Regions from separate parts of the Danio rerio genome. Here region 1 is linked to region 2. A link is a contact called in public Micro-C data. All regions are on one chromosome and are shown on one strand. The core of a region is the stretch at or near the end of the contact, and the rest is flanking DNA. Distances in the headings are between cores, read along the strand shown.

Region 1 (5,009 bases), core at 753-3,252, 64 kb after region 2:
ATATATATATATATATATATATATATATATATATATATATATATATATATATATATATATATATATATACATAGCAAAATAAAAAATATATATTGCAATGTTAAAGTTTTCCAATATCATGCAGCCCTATGTTGCATGTATCGAAATGGGCATAAATAGTACAAAATAAGTTATACATAACATTCATTTTTTTTCGTCTCAGGTATTTCAGTATATCAAGTTAAAATAAAAGACAAAGTAATGAATTTTGTAGGGTGTTTTACTTTTTTGATTTATTTGGTAACTATAAGCCTGATAAAATGATAAAAATAACACAAACTGGGAAACATTTTACAGCATAAACAGCAAAGGTGCTTTTAGTATATTTATTAACAATTTGCACATTCAGACATTCTCATTTATAATATAATTTCAGAAAAGTATTCTTTGCAAACTGTAAATAGTGAAATAATTTTAGCAGGCAAATGACTATCAAAGTACAACAGTGTTAGTGATTAACAGTTTTATTGATTCCCAGGCAGATTTCAGAACGGAGCACAGAATACAACTCTGTAAAGAATCAACATTTTACCCTATTAACAAACCCAACCCAAACTAATCCCAAACTACTACTTTAAGGTCCCGGCTTGGCTATCACTAGGCCCACACAGAACCTGCGCACGCAGAATTGCGCAGATTTTCAACCCATCATTAATTCTGTTTATTTACTTGAGTAAATCAAAGTTTATTTCGTTTTTAATTAATTACAGTAATATTATTGACTTATCTGAAAATGTTCATCTGATTTATGTACAGTGCAGTTTGTACAGCAATATTTTCTGTCTTTTAGTAAATAATATATTACATGAGAGACTTGTTTTGTTTACCAAATCAAGTGAATCTAATTGGATTTGCATTTTAAACATTAAATAAAAGTTAAAAAGATATTATTTTTTATTTGACATATTAATGTTTTAGTCATGATACTACCAAAACAATTCAGCAGAAATTTGCAGATTTTCACCAAAATTCTCCACAGAAATAGCAATAAATGTCCACAGATTCCGTCTGGCCCTAGATATCACTACAGTTAAAGCCTCCATCTTTATATCAAATTTAAATAAAACACAATAAAAAATGAATAGATAAATTTAGTCAGAAACATATCACATTTACACTGTCACAAACAGTATATCCCACACACATTTATTACTGTTCCATTTCCAAACACGTAAAGTACTTGGACCATTTTTATAATATAGATTTGTCTTTTCCACTTGCTTATAAGACATTTTTTCAAATGCGACCACTTTAGCGAGTATTACTGACCATACTTGAAGGGAAGGGGCATCTTCTGATTTCCAGCTCCTAAGAATTAATTATCTGCCATTCAGTTATCTGGTTTGGACCCAGGACTATTTTTAATTTTTGTCTGTCCAACCACCTAATATAAGCAGTCTAGGACATAGTGAAATATGTACAGTTACTAGTGCTAATGTTGTTTTTAAATCATACACGCGATTTCAGACCGAATATTCAGAGTAGCGTGGTAAACATTATAGGGAGCATGTCGAATGTGCAAAACCAAAACCAACTTTACCTCAATCCTGTATTCACATAGGAACCTGTGTATTTATAACTGCATTTGTGTTTGTTTGCAGCTGGTTAGACATGCAGAACCAAACTAACACAAACAGTCAGTTATACTAGACACAGTCAAAATAGGAACGGGTTAAGAAAAAGCCCAAATAAAGCCGCAATTTGTTTTGTTTGCAGATATAATTGTTTTGTGCTGAAGGCCCATAGTGACAACTGCTAACGTTGCCTTGCTAAGCACATTAGCATTCATAGCACCGCGTTTTACATAATTAACGTTAAATATTTAAGGTCATGAGAAAGTACTCACCCAGACGAGATGTTCGTTCTCTGAGTTGCGTGTTGTTACAAGCTGTTCATTAATTTTGTGTTTTCATGTGTGTTTATTCTGTTCGTTTACTGTCATAACAGCGGCGTCTTCCTGGTTTCGCCCTCCACTTACCAGTCAGATGACGGCGCTGTGCGCATGCGCCAACAGTATCAACTGCGCGCACACTTTACGCAGATTCACAGATTACAGCGAGGTCAACGAAATGAATAATTAAAAAAAAAAAAAAAAAAAAAAAACGAAATGAATAATAATAATAATAATAATAATGCTAAAATAATTGCAGTGTTGGATGCTAAACAGCTGAACGGTAAATAGAAGATCATAAACAACATTCTTAATAGTGGATAACGCAGCATAACTGCGAAAACATTATAATCTCATATGCATACTTGCCAGATAAATCAAAAGGACTTGAAAAATGACAAATATGATTATTTATACATTCATTCACACATTAAGCAATTAAACAATAGATAAATACGATTTTATTTTCAGTTGAATACTCACCAGCCACTGGACAGGTACACCTGTCCAGTAAACGGTTTGTTAACACAAATTTCTAATCAGCCAATCACATGGCAGCAACTCAATGCAGTTATAGGCATGTAGTAGACATGGTCAAGACAATCTGCTGCAATTCGAACCGAGCATCAGAATGGGGAGAAAAGGAGTCACTTTTAAGTCTTTTTGTAAGTCACTTTTAACGTGGCATGGTTGGTGCCAAACCGGCTGGTCTGAGTATTTCAGAAACTGCTGATCTACTGGGATTTTCACGCACAACCATCTCTAGGGTTTACAGAGAATGGTTCAAAAAAAGACAAAATATCCAGTGAGCAGCAGTTCTGTGAGAGCAACCGGCTTGTTGATGTCAGAGGTCAGAGAATGGCTTCAACTGATAGAAAGGCAACAGTAACTCGAATAACCACTCGTTACAACCGAGATATGCAGAAGAGCATCTCTGAACACGTCAAACCTCGAGGCAGATGGGCTACAGCAGCAGAAGACCACACCGGGTGCCACTCCTGTCAGCTAATAACAGGAAACTGAGGCTACAATCCACACAGGCTCATCAAATTTGGACAATAAAAGATTGGAAAAACGTTGCCTGGTCTGATGAATCTTGATTTTTGTTGTGACAGAACGATTCAGGCTGGTGGTGTAATGGTGTGGGGGATGCCAGCCTACCTGAGTATTGCTGCTAATCATGTCCATCCCATTATGACCACAGTGTATTCATTTTCTAATGGATACTTCCAGCAGGATGACGCGTCATGTCATAAAGAGCGAATCTTAGACTGGTTTCTTGAACATGACACTGAGTTCACTATAATTAAATGGCCTCCACAGTCACCTGACCTCAGTTCAATAGAGCACCTTTGGGATGTGCTGGAACTGGAGACTTGCATCGTAGATATGCAGCCGACAAATACGCAGCAGCGGTGTGATGCTGTCATGTCAATATGAACCAAAATCTCTGAGGAATATTTCTAGTACCTTGTTGAATCTATATGCCACGAAGGAATAAGGCAATTCTGAAGGCAAAAGAGGGTCCAACCCAGTATAGTAAGGTGTACCTAATAAAGTGGCTAGAGAGTGTGGATTATGTGCAGATGAGAAATCATTTAGAATATACAGTATAAATGTATATTTGAGCAATAAAAAAATACTAACAAACACAAAATAGAAGATTTCCAAAGGGCAAAAGAGATTTATTTTTCACGTTCATCCAAAATCTGTACCTAAAAGTAATAAAATACAAATCATCTTCTCAAAAATATCTATGAAAACAACCTGAGTTTTTGCACATGATTAAACAGTCTAGAATTGTCGAAAGCTTATTATATGTATATATTTATTTATATATCCTGAAGGAAGTCCATTTCTGAATCGGATTTAAAAACAAAAAAAGTAATTGTGACTTTTGTTTTGCAATAATTCATGGAACAAAAGTCAGATTTGTGAGGTACAGACTGAGCATATTGTCGGATTTACTAATAAAAATTATGAATTTTGAGTATTATGAAATATTTAGGGCCAGAACGGTAGCGCAGTGGGTAGCACAAAGACCTCACAGCAGGAAGGTCACTGGTTCGAGCCCCGGCTGGGTCAGTTGGTGTTTCTGTGTGGAGTTTGCATGTTCTCCCCGTGTTTCCACCGGGTGCTCCGGTTTCCCCCACAAGTCCAAAAACGTGGTATATGTGAATTGAATAAGCTAAATTGACTGTAGTGTATGTGTGTAAATGAGTGTGTGTGGATGTTTCCAAGTGATGGGTTGCCGCTGAAAGGGCATGCGCTGCATAAAACATATGCTGGATAAGTTGGCGGTTCATTCCGCTGTGGTGACCCTTGATTAATAAAGGAACAAATTAAATATTTATCTTGTAATTCTGAGTTAACATCCCTGACCTAAATAAATCAAATAAAACTTGGATTTTATTTCCTGGAACAATGAGTTTATAGACTCTCACACAATTCTGACTGTATATCTGACCTATATAGGATATCTTGCAGTCCTAACATTAACTTTCCATAACTTACATATTTCAGTTTTACTACTAAAAACATATTGAACTCATATCTTGCAGTTTTGACTTCATATCCGGCCCAGAAATATAATATATAAACCTAAAATTATACTCAAAGACAAATCATATAGGTGTCAAACTCTGCAGCTCTGCACAGTTTAGTCCCAACTATAATTAAACACACCTGATCAAACTAATTGAGTGCTTTGGGCTTGTTTGTTGGTTTGATACACAAGAGTTTGAAAATGCAAAATTATGTCGTGCGGCGCTGCGAAAAGGGGCGGAATTAAACAAGATAACATTAATAAAAGCGAGCGATTGCTCCATGTGTTTAAATTTCTGTCCAGAGAGGTCATATTTATCATATATTTGCAAAACTTGACGCATGACCCTGCGTTTCCGGTCTGACGCATTCGCGTGCGTATGAATAGAAGGCAATGGGGAGAAAAGTCCAGTGTGACCACAGCTTAAGTGTGCTACTAAACTTAGCAGAGCTGCAGCCCTCCAGGAACTGAGTTTGACATCCTTAATGTAAACCATATATACTTTTTTTTTGTTTGCATCGCAGCAATCTTCCA
Region 2 (5,139 bases), core at 546-3,045:
AGGATGGTCATGATATTTGCTGAATGCGAACTCTAGATGTTCATGATAAATATTAAGCAGTGTTGAAATAATCGCTTTATGGCTATACAATGTCTCCCTCTAGTGGACTTAATGAGTACAACCAGGGTACAACTTGCATACATCAATCAGTCTATGGGAACATCTAGTGGTCAGAACAGGAGCTGCACGGGGTTTTAAAATAAAAACAAATATAAATGTGTTGTTTGTAAGATTCATCGTTTAAAAAAATCTACCAAAAGGTTTTTAAATATAAGAAAAAACGTACGTGAGATTAAATACCTGCGACGACGTCATCGTCTCTGTGATAACTCAAAAGTTATCGAAGTCCTTATTATTTCTTGAAGTTAATAATAATAATAATAAAAGGTTATTTAACGTTAAAGTCCTTTAACGTTAAATGTATTCTATACTCTTGGGGTTATGGATTTATGACTTTTTAAAGCTCATATTTTACATTATATATGTATATAGCCTAATTTACATGATATACATTTATATTATCTATGTTATTATATTGACGCCATATCAAGGGGATTTTAAAGCCACCGGGGTTTTTTTTTTACAGAACTATAATGGTTTCAGATTCGTCGTCAATCAATAACGTAAACCTTGTGGTATTTTAATCCTTATTTAACAAGTTCGTATGTAGGCTGTTTGCATTTATGCGTGTAAAAATCAACATAAATTCGTTATTACACAAATACAAGTAAGAATCCAATCAAAACCAACACGGCCGCCATGCAGAAAAAAAAACAGGTCCGGTTTTAGCTGGTAGACCAGTGTGGTTCCAGGCTGATGTTCAGCCATTTCCAGCCTGGTCTTAGCTGGTCAGGCTGGAAATGACTAGCTAAAACCAGCTTGACCAGCCTGGTTTAAGCTGGATATAGCTGGTTTTGGCGGGGCTCCCAGCGTGGCTAGGCTGGTTTCAGCTGGCCATCTCCCAGCCTGACCAGCTAAGACCAGCTCCTATCGGAAGTCGATGGCAAGGATGGTTGTTGATTCATAACTTAATATAGTTCATATTGTACATAATATAGGTACATAATGTACATTATATGATACATAATATTATATTGACGCCATGTCAAGCCACATTTTTAAGCCACTATGTTTTTACAGAACTATAATGGTTGTCAGATTCATCGTCAAACAATACCGTTGTGGTATTTTAATCCTTACTTAACAGGTTCGTATGTAATAATTTGCATTTATACATGTAAAAATCAACACAAATTTGTTAATACCACGGATACAAGCAAGACTCCAATCAAAACCAACATTAAAAACACTTGGACGAATTCGAGACATTCTAGAAAGAGTGGAAAGAAAGTAGTTCTCCCGGCATGTGTCGTTTGAATTATGTATCGATGAGCGAACACTGTTCTGGAACTATTTGATTTAGCGGAAGAATTTATTCACTTTGATTACAAAGTTTAACCAACAACATGTATGTCTTTTATTATATTTATTTTTACGTAGTTTTTTTAAAAGGTCACTCACAATTCTATATTATCTATAACTTAAAATATGAGTTATAATATTTAATCACGTGTTGCTACATTAATAACTAATAAACTTAATAATATAATGAAATATTTTGTTAAAGTCAAATCACTCCATAAAAATGAATTAAATTCTACATTAATTTAATTCTACGTTCTTACATCAATTCTATTCGGGAAAAAGAGCGAAGGGGTGAGTTTAGGACCCTGGGACTCATAAACCGAGTGGGCGGAGTCACAGATGATTGACAGGATATTCTGGAGGCACGGCAGGCGAGTAATCTCTGGCAAACTGACCACAGCCACACCGTCAGACTACCGACAGCGATTTTTAAAAACGAAAATCCGTCCCAAAACGGGGATTTCATCGAGTTTTGATGCCGAGATATTGGCCGGTAAGCACCATCCATGGACTTCCATCTCTGACGATTGTGTTTGAGAGCTGATAATGATGAAGATGAAGCTGCGAGCGGCGGGAGGAGAAAATTACCGATGCGACTTGAATTCCGTTAACGGAGCGGATCGGGAGAGCGGCATCGGGGCGGCTCAGCTCGATAAGGAGGCGGTTTTTGAGTGGTTCGGGCTACAGTTGAACCCGGCCGGACGCGTGGAGTTGCTTTGCGGGCTTCTGCATATGTGTCAGCCGTTAGAGCTGCGTTTCCTCGGCGCCTGTCTAGAGGATCTGGCCCGGAGAGATTTCACCGTCCTGCGGGACTTCGAGATCCGGGCCAACAGCCCCGCCGATTTGGAAGGGCTGGTAGACGTAAGCGATCCCGTTGTGTTGTCTAAACTACTCGTGTATTTGTCTCTGCTCGGCTCCAAGAGCAGGGAATGCGCCTGTATTCTCTTCAGGACGTTGAGTCGGATGGACGTGGGTATGTACGGGGCTCTACCGGAGCCGGAGACGGTGGATCAGCTGCGGCTGCTCTTCACCATGGGCTCGCTACACCCGGCGTTCAGTTTCTATCAGCGGGAAGAGCTGCGAGCCCAGTTGGACAGACTCCAAAGATGGGTGTGTAGCAATATTTACCTCAAAATCACTGACATTAATAAAATTTGCTAAAATTGTAATTAAGTTATATGGTTTGAACTAGTACTCGAAATAAACAATCTTTATAACGTTAACGTTATATCATAACGACATCAAATGGTACAACCAGGGTATTTACATGGAACTCCAGAGTATTTTACCAACTTACTATTGTATCATGTCCATAAACATGATGGAATGGTACTTTTTCATGTATTGGTTAAATAACTATTAAACATATCTGTATGTAAGTTTAAGAAACTAGAACTATGCTAACAGTGTCAGTGTTTATATATAACAGTCAAATAATATAAATACCATGGTCTTATGAATATCATGTTGCGAAAAAAGCAAGACATTAGTACCATGGTATTTTTAGGAGTACCACCCTAACAGAAAAGTAAGTACCATGGTACACTGATGATATCAAACGATTAAACTTTAGTTTCTTTATTATACACCAAAATATTTAAATGCATGTATTATGGTATTTACATATCACTCCAGGAAATACTATGGTTCTACTAGGGTATTATGTCCAAAAACATGGTAGTTATTATTAATTTTTTGTGTTAAAGTCACTCATACTATGGCTTTTATTAAAAACATGGAGTAATGTATGAACACCATGACTAGAACTATGCTAATGTCGTCAGTATATAGTACAGAAACATAATATAAAACCATAGTCTTCTGAATATCATATTGCTACATAAACATGACATTAGTACCATGGTATTTTTAGGAGTACCACCCTAACAGAAAAGTAAGTACCATGGTATACTAATAATATAATATGATAAACATTTGGCTCTTTATTATACACCAAAATATTTAAATGCATTTATTATGGTATTTACATGGCACTCCAGGAAATACTATGGTATGTCTAAAACATGGTATTTTTTATTGATTTGCGTAAAGTCACTCATACTTTGGCTTTCATTGAAAAATCATGGAGAAACGTATAAATACCATCATTTTGAGAACATTAAATATACTATATTTGTTAGAGTACAATATTTACAGCCTTACCAAGGTATTAAAATGCATTATTATGGTACATGTCCCCAAAAAATCATGATTTATGCATTGGAAAAAGTCACTAATAAAATGTCCAAAGACAACATATTAATGTATGTCATGATATTCTTATAAAAACTATGCCATGGTAAATGTACAGAATAAGTAGAAGCCATGTAGGGTTTCAAAATCATGAATCAACAAAACTACATTATTTCTCACACTAATACCATGCTATATTTTAAAATACCAAGGTATTACATTGGGAGACCATCAGTATTTCCTAGTTCCACCACTTAAACAGACATTAAGTGGTGCATGAACAGGAATAGCCTCCAGTTAAACAGGAATGCATGCTGGATCTGTTGGAATTTCTTGCATACTTTTCAATCAGTATCCCGGTTGGAATATAAGATCCACTTAAATAAACTAAAATCCATCTTTGATTCTTATTTGATCTAATGACATATTTTATGATATTATTTTAGGGCATGACATTTACAGGTCTAACAAATGTCATGTTATTGGTTAAAGGAATTACAAAAGCTACAGGAGTTTTTTTTCCAGTTTTAGTTCAGTAAAACAGGATTCATTAAAAAATTAATAATGTATTGATTTATCATTAATCACCCAGATACGTGTAGGATACATGTACTTACTTGCGTTAAAGATTGGCAGTTGTCAATAAGTTCAGTCAGGTTAAAGCTTAGCCTTGAAGACAGGGTAAAAACTGTGGTCAAATATATTCAACATTTATTTTGGAAAAAAATATTCCACTAACATTAAATGTACAAAAAAGTGATTAAAGTTACTTTAGTTATCAAATGTAAACTATAGCCAGATGTCAACAAACCACTTAATATAAATATCCCATATCAGACATCCAAACTCCAGTACAACCAGATGATTGAACATGACATTTGGTTTGTAAATTCATCTGTGTCTTGCAGGAATTTTGGGTCATGCTACTGTATGTGTGTCCAAATGCCATTCTCCCTGATCTCCTTTGATATTTTTCTTTGTGAAGGACTTTATTATGGGTTTTGCATTTTGTAAATGAGGTCATGTGTGCTATTTTGCATCACATGGGACGTCCGCACTCATTAGACTGAATCAGGTCTCCGAAATGACATTCTCTGTCTGTTTGTGGATGTTTGTTGTTTGTTGCTGATGTCAAGTTGAGAGTAATGGTTTAAATGATGGTGATGAGTCATGGTCATGTAAGCTGCTGAGGCATTATGCTCAATTGCTTTAAAACAAGAGGAAATGGGTGGGGGGGGGGGTCGTTTGGATTAATCAAATTAATTGACACACTGACTGATTGGGAATGGTTTGATTTGGTTTGCCTAGTTCCTTGATCGTACATCCCAAAATCTGGAAACCTGTCTGGGTACAATTCACATGCTTAAATTCTACATACGTTTTTCTTCCTTATTTAAAAAAAAAAACAAAAACTTTTGTGTGCAATAAAGAAATTATTGATCTAGGCAGTCCAGAGAATTGTAGAACAATCGTTTCAATGCGATTGAGCTAAAAACCAGGGGCTAGTTCGCAAAAAAAAGT

What was found. A called contact is a pair of places that touch in the nucleus more often than the background predicts.
Region 1: a Micro-C map of caudal fin shows a contact between it and region 2, with 3 times the contacts expected there. The contact joins the promoter of exoc3 here to the promoter of zcchc2 in region 2. A contact is called at or near these places in 1 of 18 Hi-C or Micro-C datasets (caudal fin) and 1 of 4 datasets of contacts at active chromatin or transcription factors (embryo).

The regions. Positions count from the first base shown.
Region 1 is chr2:53,492,384-53,497,392 of GRCz12tu, forward strand. exoc3 (exocyst complex component 3) reads right to left here and starts at 2,003. Exons shown (of 13, transcript NM_212715.1): 1 at 1,886-2,003.
Region 2 is chr2:53,428,266-53,433,404 of GRCz12tu, forward strand. It overlaps zcchc2 (zinc finger, CCHC domain containing 2), which reads left to right and starts at 1,796. Exons shown (of 14, transcript XM_021471308.3): 1 at 1,796-2,535. The coding sequence starts at 1,972.